Linked DNA regions of Mus musculus: all the other regions are linked to region 7. A link is a contact called in public HiChIP or PLAC-seq and promoter capture Hi-C data. All regions are on one chromosome and are shown on one strand. Each heading gives the region's core, a stretch centred on a gene start, on an enhancer-like site or on the middle of the called end of the contact. The rest is flanking DNA. Distances are from core to core; before and after follow the strand shown.

What was found. Promoter capture Hi-C pulls out the DNA fragments that hold promoters and counts their contacts. HiChIP or PLAC-seq counts read pairs in DNA pulled down with a chosen protein or histone mark.
Region 1: an HNF4G HiChIP or PLAC-seq map of pancreatic cancer cells shows a contact between it and region 7. The contact joins the promoter of Hmgn2 here to the promoter of Tent5b in region 7. A contact is called at or near these places in 1 of 39 promoter capture datasets (liver) and 1 of 115 datasets of contacts at active chromatin or transcription factors (pancreatic cancer cells).
Region 2: a contact with region 7 is called in a promoter capture Hi-C map of embryonic stem cells, with 4 times the contacts expected there. The contact joins the promoter of Ahdc1 here to the promoter of Tent5b in region 7. A contact is called at or near these places in 8 of 39 promoter capture datasets (the 3T3-L1 cell line, the C10 cell line, embryonic stem cells and 4 more), 7 of 115 datasets of contacts at active chromatin or transcription factors (astrocytes, bone marrow-derived macrophages, craniofacial prominence and 4 more) and 2 of 9 other capture datasets (embryonic stem cells and liver).
Region 3: a promoter capture Hi-C map of pre-B cells shows a contact between it and region 7, with 3 times the contacts expected there. The contact joins the enhancer-like site here to the promoter of Tent5b in region 7. A contact is called at or near these places in 2 of 39 promoter capture datasets (embryonic stem cells and pre-B cells), 1 of 15 datasets of contacts at CTCF or cohesin (large pre-B cells), 1 of 484 Hi-C or Micro-C datasets (B cells) and 3 of 115 datasets of contacts at active chromatin or transcription factors (T-cell acute lymphoblastic leukemia, embryonic stem cells and large pre-B cells).
Region 4: a FOXA1 HiChIP or PLAC-seq map of pancreatic cancer cells shows a contact between it and region 7. The contact joins the enhancer-like site here to the promoter of Tent5b in region 7. A contact is called at or near these places in 2 of 39 promoter capture datasets (hippocampal neurons and pre-B cells) and 3 of 115 datasets of contacts at active chromatin or transcription factors (bone marrow-derived macrophages, embryonic stem cells and pancreatic cancer cells).
Region 5: an H3K4me3 HiChIP or PLAC-seq map of embryonic stem cells shows a contact between it and region 7, with 7 times the contacts expected there. The contact joins the promoter of Rps6ka1 here to the promoter of Tent5b in region 7. A contact is called at or near these places in 5 of 39 promoter capture datasets (cranial neural crest, hippocampal neurons, maxillary cranial neural crest and 2 more), 1 of 15 datasets of contacts at CTCF or cohesin (large pre-B cells), 1 of 484 Hi-C or Micro-C datasets (embryonic stem cells), 5 of 115 datasets of contacts at active chromatin or transcription factors (embryonic stem cells, large pre-B cells, pancreatic cancer cells and 1 more) and 1 of 9 other capture datasets (liver).
Region 6: an H3K4me3 HiChIP or PLAC-seq map of bone marrow-derived macrophages shows a contact between it and region 7, with 5 times the contacts expected there. The contact joins the enhancer-like site here to the promoter of Tent5b in region 7. A contact is called at or near these places in 2 of 39 promoter capture datasets (hematopoietic stem and progenitor cells and neutrophils), 1 of 484 Hi-C or Micro-C datasets (muscle stem cells), 3 of 115 datasets of contacts at active chromatin or transcription factors (bone marrow-derived macrophages, embryonic stem cells and pancreatic cancer cells) and 1 of 9 other capture datasets (macrophages).

The regions. Positions count from the first base shown.
Region 1 is chr4:133,966,615-133,969,314 of GRCm38.p6, reverse strand. It overlaps Hmgn2 (high mobility group nucleosomal binding domain 2), which reads left to right and starts at 1,324. Exons shown (of 6, transcript NM_016957.3): 1 at 1,324-1,520; 2 at 2,314-2,358; 3 at 2,520-2,549. The coding sequence starts at 1,506. It overlaps Dhdds (dehydrodolichyl diphosphate synthase), which reads left to right. Exons shown (of 9, transcript NM_001362959.1): 9 at 1-287.
Region 2 is chr4:133,010,116-133,012,815 of GRCm38.p6, reverse strand. It overlaps Ahdc1 (AT hook, DNA binding motif, containing 1), which reads right to left and starts at 1,310. Exons shown (of 7, transcript NM_146155.3): 1 at 1,293-1,310; 2 at 529-626.
Region 3 is chr4:133,843,137-133,845,836 of GRCm38.p6, reverse strand. No RefSeq gene overlaps it. Among named protein-coding and RNA genes, the nearest start is that of Gm12977, 27 kb to the left of the region's middle. Within about 2 kb of position 1,431, at least 72 of the 459 cell types and tissues checked have an H3K27ac peak or open chromatin away from gene starts, as enhancers often do. A contact at or near this core is called in T-cell acute lymphoblastic leukemia and pre-B cells, where this site is marked.
Region 4 is chr4:133,903,148-133,905,847 of GRCm38.p6, reverse strand. No RefSeq gene overlaps it. Among named protein-coding and RNA genes, the nearest start is that of Rps6ka1, 17 kb to the right of the region's middle. Within about 2 kb of position 1,342, at least 34 of the 459 cell types and tissues checked have an H3K27ac peak or open chromatin away from gene starts, as enhancers often do. A contact at or near this core is called in bone marrow-derived macrophages and pancreatic cancer cells, where this site is marked.
Region 5 is chr4:133,886,501-133,889,200 of GRCm38.p6, reverse strand. It overlaps Rps6ka1 (ribosomal protein S6 kinase polypeptide 1), which reads left to right and starts at 1,404. Exons shown (of 22, transcript NM_009097.5): 1 at 1,404-1,631. The coding sequence starts at 1,569.
Region 6 is chr4:133,037,753-133,040,452 of GRCm38.p6, reverse strand. All of the region lies in intron 2 of Ahdc1 (AT hook, DNA binding motif, containing 1), which reads right to left. Among named protein-coding and RNA genes, the nearest start is that of Ahdc1, 28 kb to the right of the region's middle. Within about 2 kb of position 1,427, at least 206 of the 459 cell types and tissues checked have an H3K27ac peak or open chromatin away from gene starts, as enhancers often do. A contact at or near this core is called in bone marrow-derived macrophages, embryonic stem cells, muscle stem cells and 1 more, where this site is marked.
Region 7 is chr4:133,478,704-133,481,403 of GRCm38.p6, reverse strand. Tent5b (terminal nucleotidyltransferase 5B) reads right to left here and starts at 1,271. Exons shown (of 2, transcript NM_175307.6): 1 at 841-1,271. The coding sequence starts at 1,104.

The sequences.
Region 1 (2,700 bases), core at 75-2,574, 490 kb before region 7:
TGCCTCGGGAGCCACTGTGGGCGTGGAAAGGAGAGGCAGATCCACTGTTGTCCAGAGGCAAAGGCTGAAAAATGCTTGATTTGAATTCGCAGATGTCTGCTTTCTGCTGCCATGGCTATTACAAACTAGCTTCAACCCTTGCCTCAGAAATTAAGATGGGACCTATTTTGTGCCTTCCGCCTGAGCACCAAACACCCTATTGCAGATGTTAGCCAGTTGTGTTATGGATGTCAAAAAGAATTTAAAATTTTCTTTTTGAGATACAAGGTTTGTGTGGTAACTGCAAACGAGAGAAGGTTTTGCTTTACTGCTGCAGTTGGCCCCCTCCATCGGGTGCACTCAGCTAGCTCTAGAAGGCCGGACTTTGGGCGGGGGTGGCCTGGAAGGGCCCCTCTGCCATCACACCTGTTCATCTACTTGTTTCCTAATCTTCCGGCGCTTCCCTTCAACCGCCTTTTCCTCACGCAACCGAGAGCAAGCCAGCTCGATGGTGTGTGAGGCGGGCTTTAGCCAGCTGTGGCATCTGCAAAGCCCAGGTTCCATGGCCTCTGCTGAGTGGGGGCAGCTGGGTAGCTGCAGCCCAGACCCAGAGAGCCGAGTGGGAGGGGCGTGCTCCCGGGCTGGGGCGCCGGCTTTTCTCCACCATTCTGTGACAGGGGCCAGAGGGGATTTAAGGAAGCTACCAGGCAGATGTTGGGGGGCTGTTTAACGTTGGGGAGGCGGCTCAGCAGTAGGTGCTGAAAGGACAGCTCCTACCTGCCCCGCTGTACCCGAAAGGCATCCCTGTGTGGAAAGTCTCCCCTCCCAGCCCACACCTCCACATCCCGTGGACTGCTTTCCAGGTGAGCACACCGAGGGACTCCCCAAGGTGGCAACTCAAAAGGATGCACGTCCGACTGCGCCAAGCTTAGCCTCCCGGCTCTCAGCCCACGGGAGCCCGTGGTCCCCGGGGCTGCGGCCGGCGCGCTTCCCGCCGCCTCTGGAGCTGGGCGGCGCGGCCAGGCCTCACAAACCCCTCTGCTGGGGCCCCGGCGGGAGCAGGAAGGAAAGCGGCCGAGATGTGCCCAGTGTCGCACGGCTTGGAGAAGTGGGTAGAAGGGTTGCATAAGGTGGAAGGAACTTGGTAGTTTGCAAAAGCCAGGTCTGGGCGGGAGCGGAACCCCAAGCCTGCCGCCTCGCGCGCCCCTCATTTATTACCTCCGACTCCGAGGCGCGCCCCCTCCCCCAAGGCGCGCCGCCGTCTCGAGCGCCCTCCCCCTGCACCCCCTCCTCACTCCAGAGGAGGTGAGTTTAAACCCCGCCCACGTGACCCCAACTGGGCCAATGAGCGGCGACGGGAGGTGAAATCCGGTTCTAACCGGTCCGGGGCTCCCAGCGCTATAAAAACTTTATAAACCCCCCGGAGCCCGAGCAGTGTGAGGAAGCAGCGAGGACGACCCCCGGACGGAGCAAACCCGCGCGCCGCTGTATCCCCGTGCTCAGCGCCGACGTCCCCTGCCGCCACCATGCCCAAAAGAAAGGTACGTGGCGCGAGCGCGCGGGCGCCCCGGGACCACCGCCAGCCTCGGGCTCGGGACTCGGCGGTAGGTCGGGCGCGGCGCGAGGTTCCAGCCCGAGTCCGGCTGCGGGGCGAATCGTGCGAGGCGCGCTGCCCGCGGGCGCCAGAAGCCATATTGGAGGCTCGGTGGCGGTAGCAGGAGGAGCCATGTTGGCAGCTGTTTATCCCGCTCCCTGTGGCCGCCCGCGCCCCCTCCCCCACCGGCAGCCCCCTCCCCTCCTCCCTTCCTCCCGCGGGCGAGCGAGCGAACGAGCGGGCGATTCAAACCCGAAAGGGCGGGAAGGCGGCGCTCGGCTGGGCGGGCGGGGGAGCGCGCTGCCGCCAAAACTGCGTCCGCGAGGGGCGGGCCCGCGGCGTGGCTCCGCCCTCCCCGGCCGCCCACGTTCCGGGCGCACGAGACGCGCGCCCCCGCCCACGGCTTCCCCGAGCTCCCGCCCTCGACGGCTGCCATGGCAACGGCGCCAGGCGCCGCCTCCGGAGAGGTTTGTTTGCACAATCTGCAGCTGTTAATGCCTGGCGCTGGTGGCTCCGAGCGCCTGTGGGGCCAGGCTCCAGCTTCTCCCGCGCTCTGCGGCCAGCCTGCCCGGTCTTCCGTGCGTCTCGGACTTTAGTTGGGCCTTATCCCCGTTAAGGCTTCTTATATAAAACTTGGGTGTATGCGTTTTTAGAATGGGGTCTGACGGTTGCTGTTAAGTTCCGGTTCTCTGAGATTTGCCTCCGAGGTTACAAGTTTTGGTCTTTTTATCATTTTGTAGGCTGAAGGGGATGCTAAAGGAGACAAAACCAAGGTGAAGGACGAGGTGAGTCTTATCCATTGAGGGCAACGCACAAAGCCTTGCGTAGTAGCTACCAAGGTTCTGTGGTAGTAAATGACCACGAATTGTCTCATTAACTTTTCTTTAATGTGAAGCTGACTAGTGAGGAGACCTGTGCTTATTCCTCTTACTTTCTTTTTTAATAGCCACAGAGAAGATCTGCGAGGTTGTCTGCTGTAAGTGTATGCGTCTATTTCCTGATCTTTACCTGATACTGGGAACCACTTGGGGGCGGATCTCTGTGATCCCGTTGCATTATATATGGTGGCTGTTGCACATCTAGAGGTGTTTGCTGTTGTCCCACGTTCTGATGCTTAAGACTAAAGT
Region 2 (2,700 bases), core at 61-2,560, 470 kb after region 7:
CAACGGAACCTTGGGATTTGGGGGCTGGAGGGGAGGGGCTCCTCCCTCCGCAGTCTCCCCTTTTCCCAGCGCCTATCCTAAAATCCAGCCTTGTTCTCCGCTCCCACGGTCCCCCTACATCCCCCCCCCCACATTCTCAGCAAGCTGGAGAGCAAATTGCAGTTTTAAATCCAAAGGCGGAGGGAGGGGGAGGAGGAGGGGGTGCGCGGCAGCTCTGGGCGCGCACCTCGCCCCCGAGCCGGGGGAGCCGCGGGGCGGCCAGGAAACCCGAGAACCCCCCCTCCCCGCCCCCCCTCCCCGTCCACCTCCCCCTCCCCCTTCCCGGCGCTGCCTGCCAGGCTTCGAGCCGAGCCCAGCCGAGCCGCGGGCCCCGGTGGAAACAAAGACCGATCGCACCGCGGGCACCGCAGCCACGGGGTCCGGCGGACCGGACTGGGGGCGCTGGGCCCCCCCACAGTGCGCTGCACAAAAGAGCCTGGCCGGCCGGTCCCCAACCGCGTCTATTGCTGGGCAGGAGGCGCTACTTACCGGAGTGCTGGGCTGCCGGCTCCGTGGGTCCGAGCCAGGCGAGGGGTTTCGGGGGGCGTCTATCTTCCGCCGGCGGCAGCGACACGGGCGCCCGGCTGCTGGGAAGAGGAGTCGTAGAGGAGCCCTGAGCCGCCTGCCGTCGCTGACAGCATGGCTCGCGCCTCGGCTCACATTCTCCGCCGCTAACTCCGCTGGACACGGCCCCCCGCTCCCGCGGCGTCCCCCCCACCACGATTACTCCTTCGCTATCTGCGCCCCACTCGCTTCCCCAGCCGCTCACACACTCTCACAGCCCTGGACACCCCCGCCCCAACCCCCCAATTGCAAACCTGGGAGGGAAGACGCCCCGCGTAGTCCTCCTGCTCCTCCTCCGCCGCCCTCCTCCCTCCCGCTCTGTCTGTCTGTCTGTTTGTCTGCCTGTCTCTATTTCTCTCTCTCTCTCTGCCTTTCTCTGCTCTCCGAGCTGGGTGGGAAAAGGAAATGAGGACAGAAAGCAGACGCTGGCTTTGGGTGGTGGTAGCTGGATTCCCTCTCTCCCTCCCTCCTCCCTCCTCCCCTCCCTCCTCCTGCCTTCTGCTCTCTCCGCTGCGAGCGGGGCTGAGCGCAGCCTGGCGGGTGGCTCGCTCGGCCCGCCCGCCCGCCTGTCTGTCTGTCTGGTCTGCCTCGCTCGCTCCCTCCCTCCGTCTCTCGCCCTCGCCCTGCCTGCCTGCCTGCCTCTCTCCGTCTCCGCCGCCGCCGCCGTTGCCTCTGCGAGCTCGCCTTACCTTCGCTGCTCACCATCCGGAACCCCAGGGGGGAGCGCGCGCAGAGCACGCCGGGACTTGTAGTCCCTGTTCGGCCGCTCCGCGCGCTGTGCGGGCGGGGCCACTCCGGCTGCTCCGACGGCGCGGCCCGGAGCGGACCCTATGCCGGAGTATCCCTGGCCCGGATGAATCCCGTTTTATCTAGGACTGCTGATCCTCCTCAAGGGTTAGGAACATTCCGGGCGTTCCGAGGCCCCTACTCGGGGCTCTGGCTGCGCCAAGGTTGCGGGTGGTAGCGCAGGGGCGGGGTCTGAGAATAAAATGAGTGGAATCGGGCATCAGAGGATGAGCCAAAAGGGCTGCGACTTTCTGGGGTGTCCCAAACACGTTGAGAGGGCCCATGGAGAGACGAGAGGACCTACACTTTCAATTTGGGGACGTTTTTCCTATCAGAAGAGGCGTTTGGCAAGAAAGCCGCTCTGGAAACGCTACAGTCTCCTCCGCATTTCGTGGCCCTTCGCCTCAAACTCAGCCCTGGATTTAGTTCTTCCAGCGCCTACTTTTTATTGTCGTCCACGGGCGGCGAGGGCGCAAAAAATTCTGGACAAAGTGTAGATACCATGCCTTCTGAATTTGAACAATTGTTTGTGAGCGGAATTCAACAGTTCTCCAGCGCCTGCTGCGGCGTGGGGGTTGGGCGCAGCACTTTCACCTACCTCCTCTTCAGGTCACATCTGTTCTCCAGCCCCTGGCTCTGGGCCCCCTGCCTTGCCTATCCCACAGATGGGAATGTGCGCCTCTGAGGAAGGCTTTGTTACCCCCAGGGAGGTGGCTGGACAGCTCTGAAAGGAGAATTGCCGCGGCTGCCATTTACTGAGCACCCGGGCAGCACGGGGTCCTTGGAGCCTTGCAGAAAAAACCCTACGAGACCTTATTTCTATTTTAGATATAAGAGTTCCGGAGCCCAGGTGTCCCGATTAGAAAGTGGTAGATTCAGCATCTGGATAATTTCAAAGCTTCCTTCCTTCCTTAACCCTTGGGCGGTAACAGAGTGGTGATTCCCTCTACTCCACCCCCCCCCCCCCGCGTCCCCGCCATCCTTTACTGTTGATCTTTCTTCCCTGTGTCTATGTGTCCTCCCTTGGCACTAAGGTAGATAAGGTTTGCAGAAGAAACAGATGAGTGATGCAGTGATCACTGCCCTGCTACTTGTCTATTGACTGCTTCTGAGCTGATCCCAACTCATGACTGTGTCTGACATTCCTTTGGCCAATGTCTGCCAACTTAGTCCATCTTGCCCCATGTCCTAAGCTTCTCTAGCAATGCCTTTACTCCCTGATCCACCTGCTTCTGATGCCTTCTTTGCTCTTGCAGGGTAATTGCTAGTCAACACATGTTTAGATGGTGACATTATGCTAACAACACATCC
Region 3 (2,700 bases), core at 182-2,681, 360 kb before region 7:
ACCTGAGAGGTGGAGGGAGGAGGATCAAGGTCTTGATTTTTTTTGCTTTTGGTTTGGGGCAGAGACTCAAGTTCAATACAGGATGAACCTCAGTGACGGGTGTCCCAAGACAGCACGAGTTACATGAGATGAGACCCTCCCTCAAAAAAAAAAAATCTAGGTTTGGAGCTGGTGAGATGGCTCAGTGGTTAAGAGCACTGACTGTTCTTCCAAAGGTCCTGAGTTCAAATCCCAGCAACCACATGGTGGCTCACAAGCATCCATAATGAAATCTGATGCCCTCTTCTGGTGTCTGAAGACAGCTACAGTGTACTTAGATTTAATAATAAATAAATCTTTAAAAAAAAGAAAGAAAGAAAGAAAAGAAAAAGAAAGTTCCCCTCCTTGGCAAATGGTGGAAAGCAAGTTGGAAATTGGGGCACTTCCTAGTGGTAAGAAAATAGAAAGTTTCCCAACCCCTCCGGGGCACACACTGAGGACGGCTCTAGAAGGTCCAGGAGATTCGTGTTCTGACCGAGGGACGCTGGGAGGAGCTGACATCTTCCCTTTGGGTCAGAGACTCGCTCTCAATACTGGCCTACACACCAGGGTATCTCAGCATCCTGTCTGTCTGTCTTTGTTTTTGGTGGGGGTGGGGGTGTGGTTTCGATACATGGTTTCTCTGTGTATCCTAGGCTGTCTTTGAACTCGTGCTGTAGACCAGACTGGCCAAGGCTTACCGATATCCACCTGCCTCCCTGTCTCTGCATTTATTTATTTATTTATTTATTTATTTATTTGTTTATTTATTTATTTATTTATTTATTTATTTATTTATAACGTGCATGAATAGCGAGGTAGTTGGTGGCAGGTGGATTTCTGTGAGTTCAAGGCCACCAGTCTGGTATACAGATCAAATTCCAAGACAGCCAGCTCTCCACAGAAAACCCCTGTCTCAAACAACCAAACAACAACAACAAAGTGTATGTACAGCGCTTGTGTATACCACACGTATGCTGGTGCCTATGGAAGGCACAGGAAGGCATTCTATTCCATGGAACTGGAGTTACTGCTGTTAGTGAGCCATCTGATGTGGGCGCTTGAAGCCAAATTCAGGCCTTCGGGATGAGCAGGACAAGCTCTTAACTGCTGAGCCATCTCCTGCCCCGTGCGAGCATCCTTAGCGTTTCTGGCTCTCTGCCCATTTGTGTATCCTGCTGTCTAGGATTACCTCAAAGATAGTCCTTGTCAGAGGCAGGTCTGACTCCCTGCCCACGTTAAGTAGTCAAACATTCGGGACTTCAGCCCATGAATTTAAACCCTCCTCTCAACTCTGGAATGACAGGTCATCTGTGGCTTGGCCTTTTTGTTGAGGATCAGAGGTTGGAGGTCAGCCTCGGCGACATAGCACATCTGAGGCCCGTGTAGTCTCATGAGGTAGGCATTTTTGGTTTCACAGGAAGGAAATTGAAGACGAATGTACCCACAAGTGTCCAAGCAAGGAAGTGGCTAGACCACTTAAAAAAAAAAAAAAAAAAAAAAAAAAAAGTGGGGCTGGTGAGATGGCTCAGCGGTTAAGAGCACCAACTGCTCTTCCAAAGTTCAAATCCCAGCAACCACATGGTGGCTCCCAACCATCCGTAACGAGATCTGACTCCCTCTTCTAGAGTGTCTGAAGACAGGTACAGTGTACTTACATGTAATAAATAAATTATGTGGTTGCTGGGATTTGAACTCCAGACCTTCGGAAGAGCAGTCGGGTGCTCTTACCCACTGAGCCATCTCACCAGCCCCAATAAATTTTTTTTTTAAAGTGCCGGGCGTAGTGGCACACGCCTTTAATCCCAGCACTCGGGAGGCAGAGGCAGGCGGATTTCTGAGTTCGAGGCCAGCCTGGTCTACAGAGTGAGTTCCAGGCCAGCCAGGACTACACAGAGAAATCCTGTCTCGAAAAAACAAAAAAACAACAACAAAAAAAACTTATTTGTTGTGTATGATGTTCATGTGTGTGGGCACACGTGACAGAGCATGTAGGCAGAGGTCAGAGAACATAGTACTGAAGTTGGCTCTCTTCTAGCTGGGGATCAACCTCAGGTCCTTAGGCTGGGTGGCATTGTCTTTACTCGATGAACCATCTCAGCAGGCCTGTCTCCTTTTGGTCTCCTATTTCCTATTGCCCAGGTAAACCTCCATCGCCTTGAGCTCCTCCCTTCAACCCACCCCCACTCCTGTCTCAGGCTCCTATGCGCCAGGCAGGCTGCGTTTGAGTCTATCTTATGCCTATATATGTCCTGTATCTGACCCTCATGTAAAGGCTAAATTTCAACTCATAATGACTCATAAAACCTTACAGTTAAAGAGCCTCAAAGGCCTACACCCAACCCCTGTCTCCTACAGGAAAGCCCTTCAGCTGGGCACCCAGCCCTCCATTAAAAATCACCAGCAGTGGAGAATCCACCGCACCTCGGGGTAGTCCCCCACACCCACGGAAAGTTCCTCCACCCTGAGCTGAGAGAGTCAGAATAGCAATACTTTATTTCTAGAAACAGAGAGAGGGGTTCCCCATGAACTCTGGGGAGGTGGGGGGGAAATGACTCAACAAAGAGAGAGGCCTCATTGGGTGCTGCACCTTCAGGGATGGAAGCGGCCACAGCCATGGGCAAAGGGGTGGAACTAAACTGTGGGAGGACTCTGGAGAGGTGAGTGGGAGGACTCAGCCCA
Region 4 (2,700 bases), core at 93-2,592, 420 kb before region 7:
CCTTGGCATCTCAGTAGAACCCTGTCTTAAACTAAGAAGAGGCTGTCCAGCTCAGAGGGCAGTGTGCTCCTCTGCTGTCACAGGTCTTCACTGTCAATTTGACTGGCTTTAGAATCTCCTAGGAGACCCACCCATGGGTGTGTTTATGCGGGCATTTCCAGAGACCTTTCACTTAGGAGGGAAGACCCTCTTTGATGTAGTGACACAAAGGAAAAGAGAAGATAAAATGCTACCAGCATCATCTCTCCCCACCACTCCCCATCCCCCCACCTATGTCACCCCCATTGTCACTTGCTATGCCACCTATTCCCCCACCCCATCCCCTACCCATTCCACCCACAAACCCCACCTCCCCACACCACTCCCCCCACCACCAGAAACCCCCCACATCTCTACCCCCACGTCCCTCTCCTCCTTCCTCCCTCCTTCCTCCTCTGTCCACCACTTCCTCACTGCAGACACTGTGCAACCAGCTAGCTGCCCAGAGCTCTTCCGGCTGGCTGTACCCTTCAATCAGCATCTTGTGAACCATGAGCCAGCAGACGCTCGCTCGCCATTAAATTGCTTTTTGCTAGTTCCTCGGCCATGGGAATAAGATGTAACTAATCTAGAGTGCTTGAGGCCCTCAGCTCAGTACCCCGTGCTGGGAGAGAAAAATGTCAACATCCCATCACATTAAAGAAAACTTAATCATTTGCCTCTCACCTTCAATAAGTATGAACATTTTTGCAAAATTTTTTCCCCTTTTGGGACTAAAATCTCTACAGGTCTGCAAAAAGAAAAATCAAAAGATTTTCCCAACCTCCTACTTGTCTCCTCTTTTATTTTAAAAAGTATCATTAGTGCTAGCAATATTTCAGGGTCTCACATAGCCAAGTGCTCTTAACCACTGAGCCCTCTCCCCAGCCCTCCCCACCCACTTTTACACGAGAGCTCCAACAATCAATCTAACTCAGCTCCCCGAGCTTGCTCTACCAGCTGAGCCATCTCACTTTTTATTTGTTCCCAGTGCTCTTTACTTGTGGAAACACCGAGGATTTGTCCCATCAGAGTTGCCATACTGTAGAAAATTTGTTGTTTCCTAGAAGTGTAGTTAAACTTGCTCTTGTGCCTTAGATTTCCAGTAAACGAAAAGTCATTTCCAGAGACTTGGTTAGAGGGGTTTAATGTGTTTGGCAACAGTACTTCATCGGCCACCGTCATCTGCACTTCAAGTGCTGTTTGTCATTTGTTTTCCAGACAGGCTGGATGGATTCTAGCCTGGCCTCAGACTCCCCTTAGAGGAGAGGATGACCTTGTATTCCGATCCTCTCGCCTCCACCTGCTGAGGGCTGGGGTTGTAGGTGAACACCACCATTCCCATTTGATTCAGTACCAGGGATAGAAGCCAGGGCCTCCTGCGTGCTAAGCAGCACTGTGACATCTGAACTGAATCTCCAGCTCGGTACACCCAATATTACAGCAAATCTGAAGTGCGTAATGTTTTAGCTGACATATTCTATTAGCTGACTAATCTGAGGCCTTATTGATCTCTTCCTTATAGAAGTCTCCGTCGGCCTTTCCCCTATTGGCTTTGCCGTCCACTAATGAGTCATTATGTTGTTAGGCATTGCCAAATGGTGATTTTTCTTACTCACGTTGCACTCATTACCTGGATAATTCTTCCATAAAAATGAACTTGTCCTAAGTATTTTATTCTCATGAAATACAGTTTATACAAGACAGGAAATGCTTCCTTCTTCGTGGCCATTTTTGTTTGTTTGTTTGTTTGTTTGTTTGTTTTTGCTTTGAGACAGTTAATAGGTTTTTCTCCACCAACGAGATAAGCTAATTCAAGCCAAATAGAGAGTAAAAAGGCAGGTTTATTTGGGGGCAGCTCACGGGCAGGTTCATGGGTTCCAAGAAATGGGGCTAACGCAGGTGGTGAGCTGGGGGTAGATTCCTCTGGTCTTCGGTCAAGAGCTGGGGCAGAAGTTAGACAGATTCACCCTGAACTTCCCGTGAGGTTCTGGGAAGGTCACCCTACAGCTCTGCACCATGCCCAAGTGGAGGGCAGAGGTGTCGGGGTGGGGAGGGGGTGGTATGGCCAGTGGGTGAGGAGGTCCCCACCATGGTACTGCCATTGGATATGTTCAGGAAACAAAGTTAGCTTGTTCTGAGCTGGGAAAGTCCCTTTTTGAGTTCCCTTCACATCTGAGGGCACTGGCAATTGTCTATGTCACCGAGGGGCCATGGGAAGCCTGGCTTGGTGCCAGCTTTGTCACAAACCCACTGTGTACATTGTAAGCTTCTTCCTCTCTGGGATTTAAGAGTCTTCCGTTTGTAAGATGGCCTACGTGAAAGCACGAAGCTAGACACCCACCAGAGCATGAGTGAGTGAGGAGGTCAGGGACGGCATGGAGCACCTGTGACACAGTCATCTAAGGGAGGGGACTAGGCAGGACAAGGACCCGGGTGGCCGACTTCTGAGAGAGGCTAGAAAGCTTTAATTTAAAAACTAGTAAATACTAGTTAACAACACCTGTAGCCAAAGCAAGAACAAAGTATGCGTCTGGGGCCAGGTGTTATGACACAGGGCTTTAATCCTGGCACTCAAGGGGACAGAGGCAGGCAGATCTCTTAAGTTCAAGGGCAGCAGAGTCTACAGAGCAAGTTTCAGGCTAGCCAAGTCTACAGAGTGAGACTCCCCTCTCCTTTCTC
Region 5 (2,700 bases), core at 155-2,654, 410 kb before region 7:
ATTTATTCATTTATTTATTTACTTAGTTGGGTTTTTGGGGTTTGGGGGGTTTGTTTGTTTTGTTTTGATACAGGTTCTTACTGTGTAGCCCTGGCTGGCCTAGAATTGGCTAAGTAGCCCAAGCTAGCCCTGAACAGAGATCCTCCTGCCTCTGCCTCCCTACTGCTAGGATTAGAGGCGTGAGTGACTTCTCTCCACTTAAAAATGTACTGCATTAAAATGTCTTTATCGGGGAAGGTTGTCCCTGTGCACATTTGTGGAGGTCAAAGGACTGCTTATGAGTTGGTTCTCTTCCACCACATGGGGCCTGGGGATCAGACTCAGGGAAGGCAAGCTCTTTTACCCATTGAGTCCATCCACGGACCCACCCCACACTCTTTTAAACACCAGTGTGCTCCTGACCTGCTGTGTGACTTCGGATAAATAGCTTAGGGTGTCTACTAGGATGGGGTGGAGTCTCAAAAAAAAAATCACAAGCTGCCTGAAGGTGGAGGTCGGAGATACTCAACACGACCTGGCCGGCAAAGCCTGGGTTCCATGGCCATAACCAAGCAAGGAAACGTAACAAAAAATAAATTCCCTATCAATGACGCCTGTCTTCGCTGGAGGCTTTTAATAAACGAGCCAGCTTGTCTTTCACCTGAGAGTAAGTCTCACGACACCTGGGGCCTAAAATCTCCTTAAGAGCAGGCCAAATCTTACTGGAGAGAATCCTGATCCCACCAGAACTGGATTTTGCCTTCTTTCCAGGGACTCCTGCTCAAGTCAGACCACAATCTGGTCTGCCACGGAAGAGGCGCGGACCTGGCCTGAAACCAGCGCCCTCAAGTGATAGGGCACAACAGACTAGGAAGGAGAAAAAAAAATGCGTATTAGGAAATCACCCTGGGGGCGCTGTGGGTCCTGGCGCTGGCTGGCTTGGGACCCGGGGATCACATGGAGACCCCAAAGTGTGGGCTCCCGTGATGTGCACAAGCTTTCGGAAGGGGGCGATCCTAAGGGCTTGGAGAGCTGAGAGCCAGAGGGCACAAGGCCCAGGCTCCTTCCACGCCTCAGTCGGGATCAGGCCCAGGACGTCCCATGTAAATGTGGGGTGGCAGCCCCTCCCCCTGGAGGGAGAAGGCACATCTGGGTTAACATCCCAAAGGCTGCTAGGACAGGACAACGGAGGCCCCAGCGAGGTCTGCAAAGCGGCACAAAGCCCGGGAAAACGGAACCCGCGGAGCCTCCGGTGGGCAGGGCCGACAGTGGGCTGGGGTCTCTCGTGAAGGCAAGGCTGACTCCCGGCGCGTTGGGGGCGGGGGTCCGCGCCGGGAATGCCGCGCCGTGGGGGGACTGGGCGGGGCTACTCAGGCCCCGCCCCCGCGCAGGTAGCCAATGGGCGCGGCGGCGCCGGGTGACGGAGCGAGCCGAAGTGCGAGTGCCGCGGCGGCGGCGGACGGCCCATCCAGAGCGCGAGGGGCTCAGGGGCGTGCGGGGGTCTCGGTGTAGCAGCAGGGACCCCGTGGCCCAGAGGCAGCGCTGCCCGGGGCCGCCGGGAGGAGCGCGGGCGGTCCGGCAGCGGCGCGATGCCGCTCGCCCAGCTCAAGGAGCCCTGGCCGCTCATGGAGCTGGTGCCGCTGGACCCGGAGGTGAGTGAGAGGGGCGGGGGTTGGGGGGACAGGCGGCGGCGGCCGGCCAGCCCGGATCCGCACCGGGGCGGGGCGGGGGCGGCCCGCGGCGTCTCTGCAGCCCCGCGGGGACGTGAGTGCCCTCCGGTCTCTAGCTCACTGTCCGGCTCCACCCCCTTGTGCTCCGGGTGTGCGTGTGTAGGGGATGGTTCTGCTGGGCTCTCAGTACCTCCCTGCAGTAGCCAGGAGAGGAATCTCCACGGTGTGTTGAGATCTGACACCTAGGACCCATCCCGCTTATCATCTTTTAGTAGCTGTGGGAGTTGCCCCAATCAGTGCAGAAGGGAGAAAGGCTTGGGTCAGATGTCTAGGCTTCTACTAGAGACAAGGATCATGGGAATCCGGTTTCTCACCTTAACCTCTCCCCAAGACCTCTCTTCGTTCCTCCACTTCTGACCTTAGGAAGGTAGCCCTGCTGAATCCCAGGCAGTTATGGAACGTGGGACGATACCACCTCTGGAGTTGGAGCCTGCTTTCCTTTGCCCTAAAGCTAATGACACCGGGTCTTCCTACTTCAGATTATGCTGAAGAGTGGGGAAAGTCCTTAGATCTTGTGAAGACTGTCTCTGTAGAAGAGACTCTGCCTCCGTCTTCCTCTCTCCCTCCTTCCTTTCCTGTAGAAAAAGGCTGAGCCCTTGGGCAGTATGGCTTCTGCCACCTAGCCTTTCCCAGAAGCAACTCCTGTCTTTTTTGAGGGCTTTGTGGTCCAACCCTGAGCATGCAGGAGGCCACTTCTGTGCTGTCCTGTCACCCTGGGATCAAGGTCAAGTTTTGAACCAGCAACTTTAAAACTTTCCCTGCTCTCCTGCTGCGAAGGAGGCAGGTGAAACTCTGCCTTCCTTCACTGGAGCTGTTTTGGGGTACAGGAGGCTGGGGTACAGGAGACCTCACTTGATCCCAGAACCTAGATGCTTTTTCTCCTGGCTTGAACCCCTTTACCTATGCTTGGTACCTCAGGTCAGTCACTGTGAGCCCTGTCTCTCAGGACCACGGGCAGAGAGAGGATCCACAGTGAGATCCCCAAGTCTCC
Region 6 (2,700 bases), core at 178-2,677, 440 kb after region 7:
TAAGCACGGGTTTAATGAATAAATGAACACTCAATGACGCCAACGGCTCTCCCTCTCCATCCCCTTCTCACGAGACACTGATTACCTTGGGAAACCACATTATACAGGGGCCAGTGGAAGGCAGATGGGATTAATGCTTTAAGGGTGGCCTCTATCCTCCTGAAAGCGACTGCTGGTACTCAGGTGTCCTTACTGAGTTGGCCCCACACTAATTGCCTTACATGTGCAACTTTAAGCCCCACAAGGCCTAGTTTTTTCAGAAAAGTCAAAGGTAAAGGAGTAAAGAGACTTGCCCAAAGACACTGAACAGTGCAGGGCAGAGAAAGAATCAAACCATGCCTACTACCACCGATGCTTCGGTTTAACGCGGCGCGGTGAGCTCGGTGGGGGCGGGAATTGTAACTGAATCAGAGCCTTCGGCTGGGAGTGGCCAAACGGTTCATCCGTTTCCATCCGCACTTTACCAAACGGTACTAGAATCAGGCAAAGTTGTGGGGAAAGTAATCTCTGAACACACACGCGCGCGCGGACACACTCCCAACAGTAAAGGAAAAGAAAAGAAAAGAAAAGAAAAGAAAAGAAAAGAAAAGAAAAGAAAAGAAAAGAAAAGAAAAGAAAAGAAAAGAAAAGAAAAGAGAAAAGGAAGAGCCCTGAGAGGTCACTTACCAACTCCCCTGGCTTTCGGGGCTCCGGTAAACGGGACGCCCTCCCTCCCGGGTCCCTTTTCTGGACTCCCTGACCCGCAGGGTGCAGTTATGCCCCAAAGCAAGCTGCTGCCGGAGTTGGGGAAATCATCAAGGATGGTCCCCAGCCGTCCGCGGTCCACTGGCTCGGTCGTTGCCAGAGAAGGGGGCCTGGGAGCGAACGGCCTCGCCTGCCTTCGGCAGAGAGGAAGCCCTTCGACGCCTCGGCTCGAGCAGGAGGCGCGGGTCTGCCGGCCGAAAGAAGCCGCTCCGGAGTTTTGCCGCCGCCGCCGCCCCTCGAGCTACCTGGCCGCCCGGTGGCCGCGCCTGCGCCCCCGCCCCCTCCCCAGGAGGCCGCAGGGCTTCTGACTCCGGCGGAGGTGACGGGGCCGAGAGGGAAACCAGGCGGCGGGGGGAGGGGCGTCGCCTGCACCTGGCCCCTGTCCGCCGCCCAGGCCGGGGAAGGGCGGGCCTGGACCCCCGCCAGCCCCGAAGGAGCGGCGGGGGAGGGGAGCCTCCCGCCTCGCCCGGGGGAGGTCCGGGAAACCTCTCCCACCCCCGGAGCGGCGACGGCGGCGGCGGAGGCTACGGAGACGCGTGCGGGGGTCGGCCGGCTCGGCGCCCCCTTCCCGAGCCGCGCTGGGCCGGCTCCCCCGGCCGCTCGCGCTCTCCAGCTGCAGGAAATTCCAGAAGCTCTCCATCATCCCGGCGCAGCGCGCCGCCTGGGCTGCCAAGGCTCCCCGAAGGAGAGCCACATGCGGGCCGGCCGAGCGAGGGAGCGAGCGACCGCGCGGCCCGCCCTCGCCCCCACCCAGTCCCACTCGGCGAGGCAGCCACGTCGCCCGGCCCGCCGCTCCTTCCCGCGCCCCGGGGACGGCGGAATGCGTGGCAGCCCCGGCCGGGGGCTATTTTGAGCGGGAGGGGAGCGGCCCGGCCGCGCTGTTTTCGGCTTTTTCCTGGCCCCCGTCCCGCTAGCCGGGGCCCTCGGCTACCCGCGGAGGAGGGACACGTGGAAGGGGAGGGGAGGGCCGCTTCTATCCGGCTCGGGGCTGGGGAGGGCCCGGGAGACACCCGGCCCGACTCGCTTGCTCGGCCGGTCGAGCGGCAGAATTGCTAACACCGCCTGATTGCGGCTGGTGGCTGCGAGGCGCCCGCTACCTGCACGCCCCTCCTCCGGTGAGCGCCCGCGGCCCGGGCACTCCCTCCCCAGCGGCGGACTCAGGCCTCACTGGATAGCGCCGCCGAGCACCAGTGGCCAATCACCGGCCTCGATTTCCTTACCTGTAAGTTGGGATGAGCTACCCGGCTTTATTCGGAGAGTACCTTATTCACTTTGCCGTGCGCCTTTTCCTGAGCAAAACTTTTTTTTTTGAGGGGGGAGGGATATTTATTGAGAGGGATTTAAAAATCCCCCCTTTCAGAGTAAAAGTCCCTTACACCAAAACAGTGTATTTTCATACATTTACATCTAGCGCCTACTTCATATTAGTGGCCAACAACATGCACACTGGCTCTGCAGTATCAAAGAGCATTAACTCCATTAAGGTCCCAATAAAGATACAGTGTTTCTTGCCGGAGGAAACTGAGGTTCAGTAGTGACCTGCCAGAGGTTTGACAGCAGCACAGCCCAAAGTCAGACAAACTGGCTTCAGAATATTAATTACTGACACAAAGTAATTAAACCTTAAACAGAGGCGGAAACTAAAGCCCAATGTGTCAGAGTAGGTACCCAATAGAGGTCTCCCAACTCTTTAGTACCCCGCTGCAACAGTTGAGTCGGTTCAGCACCTGCTGTGGGACAGCTAGAGGGTCTAAAGATGGATACCATTTTGGATGTCCAAGAGCCCAAAGACTGCACTCTGCTTTCCAATGCTCGTCTCAGACTACTTGGCCCCTGAAGTTAACTTGTTTATCATATTCCGGACTCAACCCAGCCTCAGAGGTAAGGGGTACAAAAATGAGAGATGTGACACAGGGCGGGCGGGCGGGCGTGGGGGGGGGGCGCATCCTCACAGAG
Region 7 (2,700 bases), core at 22-2,521:
TCAGATACCATCTGTTCCTGGGGAGCTCCAGGACTCCCTCCCTGAACCTGACCTCCACCTCACTGGATAGCCTTTGGTAGGTAGCTCACCCTCCCACCCGAGGCCTCAGTTAGAATGGGGTATAAGAACGGGCATCCTCTGGTATTTCAGAATTCCACAGTGCTCGGGCTGTATGCAGAAAGAGCAAGTTTGGGGTCTTGCAGGGTTAGGTTAAAAGAGCTGTAGTTTGATGGGGGAGGGGGGCAGCTGCCAGAATCTGATCCTCAGGAGGGAGATAGTGTTTTGGGGTCTGAACCTTGGGCCGGCCTTCATTCTAGCCTTAAGGGAGAAGGAACCCCTAAAATGGAAATTTGATGCTATCTTCAAAGGGGTGAGGTCTCCGGTCTGGCCGCAACACGTGGGAGGTTGGGAGCTTTCCCAGGAATTTCTGGGCTGTTTCACCTAGCCAAGGCTTCTTGAGCTAAGGGTTGTGGGAACACAAGGGCAGAGTGCCCTAGAACCCTGAGGGTGCAGGAGGTCCAAGGATGTGAGGTAGAAGAAGAAAAGCTATTCTGGAACCAGGTACACACCCTCCTCACTGGCGACTGCCAGGGCGATGTCCCATCTAGTGCCTCCTCCATCTCCACCCCATTTCCCAGCCAGGGTCTTGGTGAGTGGTTCCCAAGGGAATAAGAGGTCCCCAGAACGGCAAGCAGGCAAGCTCAGCAGGGTGCAGGAAGAGCTGAACTAGTAGTCGGGTTCCTGTTTCTTAGTTTCCCTAGCTTCCCGGCCAGTCATAGACTCCAGGTACCTTGCAGCAGAGCACCACCCCACCCCCGACCCTGCCAGGGTCCCCCTCACCTGCACGATCTGCTGGGGCTGCACGCTCAGCGTGGGGAAGTTGCCTCGTCCGTGAATGGGGATCGGCTCTTTCAGCAGCGCGTCCAGCCGCTTCACCTGTGGCCAGCTCAGCCGACTCTGGTGCCGTCCCAGGGAGGCCGAGGAGGCCTCCGGGTCCGGGCCGCCGCCGGCCGCCCCAGCCGTGGCCACTGCCGAGGCTGCACCGGTCCCCACCTGCGCAGCTGGCTGCTCCAGGCTCTCAGCTCCACTCTCCGACGGCATCATTCACCCGGCCCCGGTGCCTGGACGGCAGAAACCCGGGAATGGTGAAGGCGAGGAGGGCAGGGAGAGTGGCTGTGCACGGGCCAAGGCGGGGTGCGGGGACCCGGCGGCGGCGAGGCAAACCCAGGGAACACCCCCGACGGCAGGGAGGACTAACAGATCTTAGAGCCAGGCGGCTCGGGCCCAGCTGACACTTATAGGCCGCGGGCCGCACGCCCATTGGTCAGCACAGCTGTCACACAGCAGGAGATGCCCTCCTCTTGTCCCTCCCCCTATCACGGGCCAACACAGTTTTGCAAGGGAATCGCTGGCTCTCAGGAGTTTCTGATTGGCTGAAAGGCACGCCCCTTCCCCGCCCCCTCTCTCGGACCGAATTCCCTCCTTTGGTCTTTAAAGAAGCTGCTGCTTGCGATTGGCCCGAGCCTGCCGGGACTTAGAGGGACAGCGCCCTCCAGCGGCAGAAGTCGAGGGAGGTCTGTGTAGAGTAATGTTGCCGTGTTGACAAGGCGGCCCGGCCGCTTTCTAATTTATTCCTTTGATTGGCCCTTCGAATTACCGCATGCCTGGCGTACCTGTTCCATCTTAGGTGAGGTGAAATCTGCTTAGAGAGAGGGCGTTATTACCCATCATCATGTAGCATGTGAGTGTCAGTTATGGTCCTGATGGAGGTTTAAAGATCTATGTAGCTCTTTGCTCCATCTGGGCCCACCCAGGGTTTTTCTGGGATGGATATTACTATTTTTTTTCTCTTTCTCTCTACAGATCATAGAGGCCGAGGCTTATTGCTACTTTTGAATCTTATCCCCTCCTCCTTTTCAGATTTTAAATATATGTGTCATGGGCAGGAGGGAGAATCGAAATCGAATCGCCCTGTTCATCGCCGCAGTATTTTTTTCTTGTCATTCTCGTAATAATAATATAGCAAATTCTGTAGCCTTCCATTTTCCTAAAAGGCAGACTAAGGATTAAAAGACAGGGAAGAAGAATCCAGGACTTAGAAACAGCTACTATACCCCAGTTTCTGTCAGGGCACAGCTTGACCTGCCTCAAACCAGAACACACATTTCTTCTTTCTGAAAGCCGGCCCCAGCCTCAGGCCACTCTAAAAACCCCTGGAGGAGGCCCCGTGTGTTCCACCAGATGTGTAACCCCAGCATTCCAGTGGTGTGGGCAGGAGGATAAGACGTTCAGTTATCCTTGTCTGCCTGTTGAGTTCTGGGTCAGCCGGGGATATACAGTGAGACCCTGTCAACAACAACATCAACAGGCTGGAGATATAAAGCGCTGACCAATTGCTCGCCTAGTGTGCCGGAGACCCAGGCTTCAACCTCTGGTGCCACAAAACGAGGGAAATAAAAATGAGATCTTTGACTGAGTTGTCTCTGAACTCTAGATCCCCGAGGCTACTGATGAAAGCGTTTGAGGTCCAGGCATAATACTCTCCTGCACATGGATTTGGCTCAGTGGCTCGGAATGCTTGCCTAGTGCAAGATCCTGGGTCTAATCCCCAAGCCCCCAAACCAACACAAGCCACCACAAAGCCACAGCATAGCCCCTGACACATTCTCCCTCTGAGCCTCCAGGAGACGTGGGGGAGGG